Regions from separate parts of the Mus musculus genome. Here region 2 is linked to region 1. Evidence: chromatin contacts called from public Hi-C data. All regions are on one chromosome and are shown on one strand. Each heading gives the region's core, a stretch centred on a gene start, on an enhancer-like site or on the middle of the called end of the contact. The rest is flanking DNA. Distances are from core to core; before and after follow the strand shown.

What was found. Hi-C and Micro-C count contacts between places; a contact is called where the count stands out from the background.
Region 2: a contact with region 1 is called in a Hi-C map of Th1 cells, with 2.9 times the contacts expected there. The contact joins the promoter of Ncmap here to the enhancer-like site in region 1. A contact is called at or near these places in 1 of 484 Hi-C or Micro-C datasets (Th1 cells), 3 of 115 datasets of contacts at active chromatin or transcription factors (embryonic stem cells and pancreatic cancer cells) and 3 of 9 other capture datasets (adipose tissue, liver and pancreatic islet).

What each region holds. Positions count from the first base shown.
Region 1 is chr4:135,315,604-135,321,635 of GRCm38.p6, reverse strand. It overlaps Srrm1 (serine/arginine repetitive matrix 1), which reads left to right. Exons shown (of 18, transcript NM_016799.4): 18 at 182-1,151. The coding sequence ends at 289. Among named protein-coding and RNA genes, the nearest start is that of Gm12984, 12 kb to the right of the region's middle. Within about 2 kb of position 3,450, at least 19 of the 459 cell types and tissues checked have an H3K27ac peak or open chromatin away from gene starts, as enhancers often do. A contact at or near this core is called in Th1 cells, where this site is marked.
Region 2 is chr4:135,395,029-135,401,060 of GRCm38.p6, reverse strand. Ncmap (noncompact myelin associated protein) reads left to right here and starts at 2,834. Exons shown (of 5, transcript NM_145555.2): 1 at 2,834-3,178.

The DNA.
Region 1 (6,032 bases), core at 2,201-4,700:
CCAGCTCTTGGGAGGGCTGATCTTGGCACCATAACAAATTCTAAACAAGCCTAGGCTACAAAGCAGCCCTGCCTCGAGAGCTTTGGGTGGCTTTTGTGTGTGCAGAGCTGTGCAGTTGCTGTACTCGGGCCCCACTGTGTCTCAAGACTTAATATGTGCCTGGGTTGGGTTTGTTTTTCAGGAGACTGAGAGTGAAGCTGAAGATGACAACCTTGATGACCTAGAGAGGCACCTGCGGGAGAAGGCCCTGCGGTCCATGCGGAAGGCTCAAGTGTCCCCACAGTCCTAAGCGGACATGTTTGTTATGTTGTAAATTTTATTTGGTTTGTACTCAATTCAATTTCAAAATTGCTAAAATGTGTTTGAGCTTTAGACTATAACATTTGTTGTAATAATTGCTAGGTTGAAGTTCACCATGTTTAAAAAAAATGGGGGGCATGGATTTACATTACAAAGGCGTCCACGGTGTATTAGTGACATTCTTCCATTGACATTTAGAGTGAAATATTTTATGCCAAAAAAAAAATCTCTTTTTTAAAAAAGGGGGTTTGACTATTGTTGGCATTCTTGTGGTTCCTTTAAATGCCCTTACCTCTCCCAAGAGGTTGTTTTGTTTTGTTTTCCTCCCTTTTCTCTTGAATTTTAGCATCCACATAAATTATGCTTCCAACCTTGTATAGGTTTGTAAGCTTGCCCAGAAGTGAGACCACTGTTGAAGTACCACAAAAGTTTGAATGAACGAGTGAGTGTTCACTCTTTTGTCTGTGGAGTCTGCTGTGTGGCAGGATCCCAGCCCTAGAGCTGCAGGGCTGCCCTGTGGGACAGCGCAGCCTAAGCTGATTTGGATCTGGGTTTCTCCTCCAGGTAGGGTTGTTTTGTTTCCTTCGCCCTTTTCTTCTCTGTGTAAAGGCGATTCCCTAGACCCAGGATGGACCCTTCAGTTATAGAAATTTGTTTATGGAACCCGGTGGCTCCCGTCATGTTTCTCCTTACTCATCCAATTGGTACCCACAACTGAAGAGCTCGTGTATTTGGCGGGCTGGAAGGGCCTGGACAGTGTCTTGGTTTCACTGTTTTATTTTATTTTATTTTTTAACTAAAGCTATATAAAGCTTGTGGATTAAACAGAATAAATTTCTAAATTTAAGAACATTGCCACTCACATTTATTCGCCTGCAGGGGAGGACGGAGTTCAGGGAAAATAGAAAGTGATGTCGCAGGCTCTCCCCTTCTTACTGAAATAACTAACTGCAGAGATGTCAGCAAGGGAGAGGGGGGTGTGTTCTTGGAACATGGAAAGCTGGTGAGGAGAGAGGCAGTTTACAGCAGGGCATGGTGTCAGTGTGAAGGACCTCCCAGGTGGCACTTGGACCTGAAGCTTGTGACACCAGAAGTCTGAGCCTAGTCTTTGGAGGCACAGATAAATTTGATTGTGACTTCTAATAGATGAAACTAGAATACAAAATGCCCACATCTGAATTTCAGGAAAGCCTAAGGGTGTTTTGTTTTTTGACTGAGACAGGGTTTCTCTGTATAGCCCTGGCCGTCCTGGAACTCACTCTGTAGACCAGGCTGGCCTCGAACTCAGAAATCCACTTGTCTCTGTCTCCCAAGTGCTGGGATTAAAGGTGTGCGCCACCACTGCCCGGCCCTGTTTATGACTTTTAACCAAAAGACAGACACTTAAGACTTCGGTAGGGCCAGGCTCGAACCTAGAAGGCCCCTTCAGAAAGCCCTGGATTAAGAATCTGGACCCACACCAGCTCAGAAGAGAAGGGAAGGGGAACGGGGAAAGAATTGTGGGGGTGGAGTGACCAGGAGAGGGGCAGTGAAAAAAACCTGGGAAATTTAATGATTCCACATATTTCTTTATAATCCCCAACATTTACCCTAAAGTTACACATATAAAGACAGCTTTCTCGTTAAAAATGAATCTGGAGCTGGACTGGAGAGGTGGGGTGGCTCAGTGGTTGGAAGTATTGCTGCTCTTCCAGAGGACCCGACCGAGTTCAACTCCCGGCACCCATATGGCAACTCTTGATTGTAACTGCAGTTCCAGGGTATCGGACACCCTCACACAGACATAACGTGCAGACAAAACAGCAATGCATGTGAAATTAAAAAAAACAAATCTGGGGCCTTTTGTAGTGGTTTACTCCTTTAATCCCAGCATTCAGGAGGCAGAGGCCGGCAGATTTCTGAGTTTGAGGGCAGCCTGGTCTACAGAATGAGTTCCAGGACAGCCAGGGCTACACAGAGAAACCCTGTCTCAAAAAAAAAAAAACTAAACTAAATCAAAAGACTTAAGCAGTGAGCTGGTTTTACATGGAACCTACAGTGAGTTATAATGAAGAAACAAGGTACTCAGTGAAGACAATCCTAGAGGACTCTAGAGCTGGGAATAGTCTCATGTGCAGAGCTTTCTGTGTTCTTCCATGTGGAAACCAACCCCGTGTGAGACAGGAGAAGCAGTGTTGAGCGACTACAATGCGGACTCCCTGTATAAACAGTCGGAGTATTTGCTTCTGTTTAGCCTGACAGTTGGAACATTTGTGGCTGACCCATGCAACACAGGAGCTTTCATTCTTTCCAACTGAAACCTGACAGCAGTCCTTGCCTATACAGCTAGTTGAAGCTGTTTAGAGGCTAACCCAGTCTCTACTCATTTTTGAGTCCCATCTCAAAAATGGAGCACATGTCTGTAACTTAGGCAACAGCAGAAGGGCCTTCCCCCCTAGTTAGTTGCTTGTGAACTCAACAGAAGCTAGAGTTACTGCACAAGGCCACGCCAGCAAGATCAGTCAGCATCTCAGCCAGCAGCACTAACTGGACTCAAGCACAGGAGGCGGTCAGCTTCCTCGGCACCGTCTTCATCTTGAAGGCTCGGCCATCGTTTCCTGACCCATTTCTGAACATAGAAGTTACTAGAATTTGGACCTCTGTTTAGCATCATTTCTATAGTGTCCTCATAAATTAAATGGTGAATCAGCATAAAACCGTAAGGTGAGACATCACATGTACATCGTAGTCATTCACGGAGCCCACTGGGAGTGGAGGGACAGCCTGATCTACATAGCAATTTCCAGGCAATTTCCAGGCCAATCAGAGCAATATAGTGAGATCCTGCCTTAGGGGAAAAAATATTCCATTATCAAATGGCAAATTTCAACCAAGCAAAACCCAAAATTGGGCTGGAGAGATGGCTCAGCAGTTAAGAGCACTGGCTACCCTTCCGGAGGTCCTGTGTTCAAATCCCAGCAACCACATGGTGGCTCACAACCATCTGTAATGAGATCTGATGCCCTCTTCTAGTGTGTCTGAAGACAGCTACAGTGTACTTACATATAATAAGTCTTAAAAAAACAAACCCCAAATTTCTTTGGCAGTGTCCGGATAGGCACAGAGGCTTTCCATTCTTTCCTGGTCCCAGCTGTCCTCAGATTTGTCCACTAGGTGGCGCCTAGTCCCTGCTTGGCCACAGAGTGAGCTGGCATACTGTGCAGTCCTAAGACTCCTGTGCTTGCTTGGTCATTTTCTTTTTATTGTTATTTTAGGCAGGATCTCATATAACCCAGGCTGACCATGAACTTGCTGCATGGTCAAGGATGACCTTGAACTCAGTTCCTCTGTGTGTGTGTGTGTGTGTGTGTGTGTGTGTGTGTGTGTGTGTGTGTGTGTGTAAGAGAAAGGAAAGAGGTGGATATTTTGCTTGAATGCATATGTCTTTGTTTGTTTGTACCTCCTGTGTGCATGCCCTCAGAGGCCATTGGATTCCCCAGGACAGGAGTTACAGATGGTTGCACAAGGTTGCTGGGGATTAAAACCCAGTCCTCTGGGAAGAGCAGCCATTGCTGTCAACCACTGAGCCATCTATGTAGCTTTGGTTGGCCAGGAACTCAGTATGTGAACCTGGCTGCCTTTCAACTCCGATAGCTTGCATGCCCTGTCTCCAAGAGCTGCGATTAAGCAAAGGCATGTGCCGCCATGCCTAGCAGATGTTATTTATTTTTAATATTGTTGAGTGCATTTCCATCCGTGTATGCTGTATAAATATGCATTTATGTGTGCCCCAGTGCTCATGTGGAAGTCAGAACAATTTCACAAAGCCCATTCTTCCCACTTTATATCAGATCCGGGGTTCAAACTCAAGGGTAAGGTTTGTTCCGCTGCAACTGCTCACTTACCGTCTATCTGTTGGAGTGGTTTTGGTTTATGTTTTGTTTTGTTGAGACAAGGTCTCATTATATAGCCCTGGCTGTCCTGGAACTTGCTGTGTAGACCAGGCTGGCCTCAAACTCAGAAATCAGCCTGCCTCTGCCTCCCAAGTGCTAGGATTAAAGGTGTGAGGGCTTTTCGAGAGGGAACATCCGCCTCAGTGTCCTTCCAGTGGCCTAGCGTACAGGACCTGGAGGGCTTATGAGGGCTTAGATGTTTGATAAGAGCCTTGAAGATGACAGGGCAGGTTCTAGAGCGCGCTGAGAAGGGGCATGGGTCACAGGGTGACTCGGGGAAGCTGAGACATTTTCATTGTATACAGGGTCTCTTATAGTCTCATTTGTGAGATTCCTGGAATACTCCAAGTTTGAATCTAGGAAGGAGCAAAAGGCCATACACGCTCAGGCTTAAGCCGGGCTCCCTGCCGTTCTGATATCTCTTTTCAATGCGTATGAATTTTCCCCTACAGGAATGTCTGCCCACCATGTGCATACTTAGCCTTGGTTCTCTGAAACTAGAATTACAGGCAGTGGACTGGTGAGATGGCTCAGCAGGTAAGAGCGTTGATTGCTCTTATGAAGGTCCTGAGTTCAAATCCTAGCAACCACATGGTAGCTCACAACCATCTTTAATGAGACCTGACACCCTCTACTGGTGCGTCTGAAGTCAGCTACAGTGTACTTACTTAATGTATAATAATAAATCTTTGGGCCGGAGCAAGCAGGGACTGAGCAAGCAGGGCTGACCTGATCGAGTGGGGCTGACCAGAGCAAGCAGAGGTCCTAAAAAAGTTCATTTCCCAACAACCACATGAAGGCTCACAACCATCTGTACAGCTACAGTGTACCCATATATATATAGGCTGTTGTGAGCTGCCCCATAAGTTCTAGTCATTGAATCCAGGTCCTCTGGAAGAGCAGCGAGAGTTCTTCATCCCTGAGCCATCTCTGCAGCCCCATCTTTTCACATTCTAGTTTTAAATATCTACATAAAAGGATTATCGTGGGCCAAATAATGGTGGCACACATCTTTAATCCCAACACTTGGGAGGCAGAGGCAAATGGATCTCTTAGTTCTAAGCCAGCCTGGTCTATGGAGCTGGTTCCAGAACAGCCAGGGCTATGGAGAGAAACCCTGTCTCCAAACAAATGAACAAACAATGGACCATCATGTATATGCAGGCGGCCTTCATAACAAATCATAATTGTTATGGGATCCTTGACGTCAGTGACAGCCTAGAGTGGGAGGTGCCTTTCCTGTGGCCCCTTAATTTTCATTGCATGGCTATCCTGCCTCAAAATGGCACGACCTGACACAATTCAGGAGGTTGGAGATTTGAAGTAATCTAGGTCCGCAGTAGTGGCGTGTGGTTTTTGATGCATCCATCATAAAATGCTGTTACAGTGTTTAGGGTTAGGCAGGAGGCCTGACTGACACTGGGGACCCAGATGGCCCCACTCACGCTGCAGCCGTCAGGACGCCTCAGTTCCTCACCAGCAGGCTCGTATTCCTTGATATCATTTCTTTTTCTTTCTTTTTCTTTTTAAGATTTATTTATTTATTATCTGTAACTACACTGTAGCTGTCTTCAGACACTCCAGAAGAGTGCGTCAGATCTTACTACAAGTGGTTGTGAGTGAGCCACTATGTGGTTGCTGGGATTTGAACTCAGGACCTTCGGAAGAGTAGTCAGTGCTCTTAACCACTGAGCTATCTCTCCAGCCTGATATCATTGAAGAGGGAAGAGTCTTCTTCACTGTGAGCAGACCCTGGGTCCTGCCTGCGGAGAGAGGCAACTGAGCACCAGCGATCCAGCA
Region 2 (6,032 bases), core at 1,585-4,084, 80 kb before region 1:
ATCTACTGGAACAAGGGCTAGACCAGAGTGTGACCTTCCTTCTCACCCTCCCGGCTTCTTTAAGGGAGAAACCCCATCCTTAAAATGAAGCCTGAGCTCTTCCCCCTGTCAGGATAAGGCCTCACCATGACCTCTGACCTCAGCGTTCCCCTCAGGGTCCCCTCTTGGGTGACTTTCTGCTTATAGGCTTTGCCCACACAGGACACAACCAGGTTGTTCCTAAGAGGGTGTTTGCCTGTCCCTGTCTTGTGGAGAGAGGTCACTGCCTTCCCACCTGGAACGTTCTGAGACAGAAGGTATTGTTTCCTCCACAGAACTTCTCCGGTTCTCTCCCTTTTGTAGATGAATCATCTTGTACCCCACCCCAGAACCCCACTTCACTGGAGGTGAGGTCCATTAAGCAGGGCAGGGCTTCTGTGGTGATGCCCGTTGCTCAAAGACGCTAACCCAGAGTGAACATTCCAGGGCTTTAATGCTGGACCAGAGTAGCGGATAAAGAACGCCTTCAGTCTTCTACACTTGGGCTGCCTGGTCTTGGTTATAGTTTTAAAGGGGGGAGGGGCACTAGAGAGATGGTTCAGTGGTTAAAGGCACTAAAGGCACTGACTGCTCTTCCAGAGGACCGGGGTTCAAATCCCAGCACCCACATGGCAGGTTACAACTATCTGTAACTCCAAAATCTTAAACTCTCACAGAGACATACATACACATTCATACAGGCAAAACACCAATGCACATAAGATAAAAGTAAATATTTTAAAAAAGAAAAAACTGGGGGAAAGAAAGGGTCTGTCTCTATGTCCCTTCATTATAGGAGTGTGAGAACTTGTTCTGATGTGGTATGTTAGGGGAGAAAGGAAGAGATGGACAGAGATACAGAAGATAGGAGGACCATAAACAGATCTCTCAGAGGGAACTGTGTGTGTGTGTGTACACTTCTTTTTTTGTTTGTTTGTTTGTTTTGTTTTGTTTTTCGAGACAGGGTTTCTCTGTGTAGCCCTGGCTGTCCTGGAGCTCACTTTGTAGACCAGGCTGGCCTCGAACTCAAAAATCCGCCTGCCTCTGCCTCCCGAGTGCTGGGATTAAAGGCGTGCGTCACCACGCCCGGCGTGTGTACATTTCTCTCTGGCTCTATGAATAAATATAAATGTCCCCAGCCTGCCCATCACCTGAAGCACCTCATTTCTAGTCCTTGCCATAGTAGCACGGAGCTGAAGACACATAGCCATAGCCATAGCCACACCTGTCTTGGAATTAGTAAACAATGGATCAGAATTTGAACCCAAGGCCATCTAACAACTGAGATCTTGTACCCATACCCAGAAGAGGATCTGGAAACATCCCAGAATGTCCCTAAGAGACCCTACTCTAGTTCAGAGCCAGGAGTGCCCCCTACCTTGCCCTCCTCCATCATGTGTGGCCACTCCGTCTTTGGTGAGGCAGTGAATCATGCATGGTATTGTCTAACAGCATGTGTCAACAAACCCACGACGGAGTTTCCTATCAAAGTACAAGTAACTCTTCCATGGCTCTTGCTCCTTCGCCCGCTTGCTGTGTGAGACTGAGTAACTGCTAGATCCTTGGACTTCCATTCACAGCTGCGATTGAACCATTGTTGGGAATTGCGCTGCCAACTGTAAGTCATCAATAAATTCTTTTACTATATAGAGACTATCCGTAAGTTCTGTGACTCTAGAGAACCCTGACTAATACAGAAGTTGCTTCACACTGAGCCATGGAAGCAACTCAGGGGCGCTCGGTCCAGACCCAGTCACTTCCTGGCTCTACTCCCAGTCTGCCACTTTACCTTCTGGGGACCTGAGGCCCACCTTGTCTTCCTGGTACTTCATTTCCCTGTTTATACAAGGATCTCTTAAATCTGGTTGTGAGCCTACCGTGTGCTGGAGAGACCGTGTGGCACCCGGAGACCGTGAAGATGCGCACAGCCTAGTTGAAAGTGGGAGTGCTGTTTTTTATTTTCGTTGGTGAAGCAATAATTCTTTTTTTTAAAAAAAGATTTTATTTATTATAAATAAGTACACTGTTGCTGTCTTCAGACACACCAGAAGAGGGCGTCAGATCTCATTACAGGTGGCTGTGAGCCACCATTTGGTTGCTGGGATTTGAACTTCGGAATAGCAGTCAGTGCTCTTAACCGCTGAACCATCTCACCAGCCCAATAATTCTTTTTTTAAATTTTGTGTGTGCATGTGTTCATGTGGGAGGGGATGGAGTTAGAAGCAATCGTGCCTTTCCTGATGTGGGTGCTGGGAACTGAACTTATGTTAAGCTCATCTTCTAAGCCCACCCCACCCTCCGTGCTAACTTTTAGGCAGGAAACAGGGAATTTTCTCACGCTTGCTAGGCAAGCACTTTACCCACTGACCCATGCTAGCTGAAACGTACTATGTTTTCGGAGCCAGCCTTGAACTTGCAGCAATCCCCTTGCCTCTGCTGCCTGTGTACTACTAGAAAATTAGTTTCTAATCACGCTCAGGAGGAATTTCTGTCACCTGTAAACTGCCAGTCCTCTGGTCCTCGGATCCCACAGCTGGTCCACACTTTCACTCCATCAGCTCGCTTCATCCGATTCAGCTCTCCGTCAACGCGAGGTCCCTTCCTCCTCTTTTGTCTTCTCACAATTCCAACCTGGAAGAAGTGGGTGCGGGGGGGTGCCAGACCTGAAGTCCCCTGAGCGGCAGGAGGAGAGAGCGACGTGGGGACACTGCGGGCGGGGCGGGAGCGCTGGGCAGGTGATGGGGGAGGGTGGTCACTAGTTGGGAGGGATGGGGCGGGACAGGACCCGGAGGCGACAGCGGCGGCTGCAAGAGGCGGGGCTGGGGTGTGGAGCAGGTAGGGCGCAGGGCACGGAACGCGGGGGCTTGGAAGGACAGCGCACAGGGGCTCAGGCCCGCGGAAGATAGCTCTCCGGACCCCCAGGGGTCCCCAGCCTGGCGCGCGCCTTGGCGTGAGCCGGTAGCTGAAAGGTCAGCAACATCTCCCGGTTGTCTGCAGACACCGGTGCACAGAGGTGTTCAGGGTGCAAGCTGAGAAGCACCCCGAAGCTGGGTGCATTCGGGGCTACATCTCTGGCATGCGGAAAGCTGGTGGTTTCCTTGTCCGCTCCTACGAAGTCACAGGGAGCGACCTGGACTCCCGGAAGAAAAGCCTACGAGAGGTAGGAGCCTTGAACTCCCCTCCCCCTCGGGTCCTGAGCTCTCCTGGTTTATAAACTGGGCATCCAGGAGAGCACGCTCCTTCCGAGGCCCCAGGAGCTGTGCAGTCCAATGAGACCAGCACCCGGAAAAGGGGCCCGGGCTCGTACCAGAGTCAATAAGCGAGATGTTGAATCAGCCGCTCCTTGATAGTGGGAGATTCCAGTCCCGGGTACCTTGAGGTGGAAGGAAATGGATTCCTGCCTCCAAAGGGGCTGGGTGGGGAAGCTCTGGGGTGCGGGAGGAAGATTCTTCTTGGAAGAGGGGTTGGGGGATTTGAGAAGCTGCGAAAGGAGCAAAGAAGCCGGAGTGGAGTGGTACCCAATCCGAGTCTCCGCCTCGGCCTGGCTGGCTGTCGCCTTGAGGCAGCCTCTTCTTACCAATTCGGTTTCTTGTACCTAAGTGAAACTTTCTTGTATCTAAACGAACCGGTGATTTGATTTTATGTAAGCTATTCCTTTTTGCCAGACTGGCTCCTTGGGGCCAGGGACTGTGTCTGGTTCACAATTGCCTCACCAGCTCCAGTAAAGCTGGGCTCGTAGTTAAACCAGGGGCTTAAGAGTGGCAGCAGCATTGTGGAGCGTGGTGGCGCACACCTTTAATCCCAGCACTTGGGAGGCAGAGGCAAGCGGATTTCTGAGTTTGAGGCCAGCCTGGTCTACAAAGTGAGTTCCAGGACAGCCAGGGCTACACAGAGAAACCCTGTCTCGAAAAACCAAAACAAAAAACAAAACAAAACAAAAAAGAGTGGCAGCATCGGGTGGAGCTGGGCACCTCCTGGTGTGTGTGGTGAGCAGGCACAGGCGGCTGAGCTGGGCTTGAAGATAGGCTCCCCTGGTCTCTGTGGTTGGGATTGCCCACCTAATTCCTAATTCTCCAACTGGACTCATATCACCACCTGAACTGTAGCTCAGGCTGGACACAGGCTTGTATATAACAGCAGTAAACACTATCCCGAGCCTGTCTGGTTCTGGTGACCTCCAGGTGGCCATGTGATAACATGAGTAGCAAAGATCTGACGAGGATTGAGGCTGGTGGGAGTGCGGGCATCCAGAGGGACAGAGACAGGGACACGGTCCCCCAGAAAGGCAAGGTCAAGGCCTCTTGTAGCACTTACTTGGGTCTTGCTTATGCCTGTAATTTCAGTACTCACGAGGGTGAAGGGTGAGGCTTGTCTCAAGTTCAAGGCCAGCCCAGGCTAGATAGTAATACAATCCTTAAAAATAAGTAAATAGGGCTGGAGAGATGACTCAGAAGTTGAGACCACTGACTGCTCTTCCAGGGGTCCTGAGTTCAAGTCCCACAACCATATGATGGCTGACAACCATCTATGATAAGGTCTGGCGCCCTCTTCTGGCTTGCAGGCATATATGCAGGCAGAACATACATACATACATACATACATACATACATACGTACATACAGCGAACCCACCTGTGTCTCACTGTGAACTCTAAGTGAACAGGGAGGAGCATGGATGCTGAGTGCCCCCCTCACTGTTCCCACCCCCAGCACTGCAGGGGACATGTAGACACTCGGGGAGTTTTCTGTGGACTGTAGACCTGCGCTCTTGGCTTTGAGGCAGTCCTGGCAGAACTGTGATTTTCTTCACCCATGTCCCCCCAGCTTAGGGGTACATCCTCTCATTCATCTGAAACCTCTGCTTCTCCCTATGCCAGTGGCTCTTCTCAAATAACAGCCCTCTGCTGGACATGGGCATATTCAAGAGAGGCCAGGACATGAGGTAGCCATGATGGCTCTGCCTCCCTGCCCTGGGATGTGGGGCAGGGCGGCAGAACCAGGGATGGCAGGAGAATCAGAAGTTTTAAGGTCAGCCAGGGGGTGGTAGCACATGCTTTTACTCCCAGCACTCAGGAGGTAGAGGCAGGCGGATCTCTGAATTCAAGGCCAGTCTGGTTTACAAATTGAGTTCCAGGATTGCTAGGGCTACATAGAGCACATGGGTTCACCTAGCTGGCTTCCATGTCCCTGGTTCCCCACCCCCCACCTCCAGCAGGTTCTCCATCTCCATTCTTCTGCATATGGCCCATCTGGATTCCATCTTTGCTTTAAGATCTGGTGGGATAGGTTCTTTGTGCCCTGTCCTCAGATGAATTCCTGATCCACAGTGAGGCTAGGTAGGCAGGAGGCAGAAAGTCAGGGAGGGAGGGGGCCAGAGCTGAGTCACTTACCTGTAGTGGGGCTCCATGTTCCCCCACTCAGTGCGGCACCGGGGAAGGTGGAGCCAGCTGCAGGGTGGCAGGTCCAGGAGAAGTTCTGTGGTCCAAAGCTCTCCGGCAACTTTACAGCTCGGTCTGAGGGTGGAAAAGAGGGTGTGTCTGTCTCTGAGACAAGGCTTGTTCTATAGCTAGTCTGGAGCCTGTTCTCAGGACCTCCTGTCTGTGCCAGGCATGCCTGAGCTGATGAGACCCCCAAGCCAGGGTCCCAGTGGCAGCAGAGTGGGAGGTGTAAGAACGGGGCACCTTGGGGAATGATGAGGATCTAGAAACCCAGCTGACCTTGTGCCAGAACTGAGGAGGGGACGACCAGCAGGGACTTTACCCTACACTGTGCCCAGTGTCTGCATGTGGTTTAAACCTCGTGTCTCTGATCTACCACTCCCTGATTTATCGATCAGCAGCAATTACTTAATAATGTCAGTGCCCCCTTTTGGAGAAACCTGTGTCTAGGACCTGCTGTGACAATTTTTAGGGCATGCTGCCTTGAAATTTTAAAATTCTTCCTACCACTGGGCATGGTGGACCCTTTCACCCAGAACTTCTCGAGAAGGCCAGCCCCTCTAGTCCTCTCAGTTCT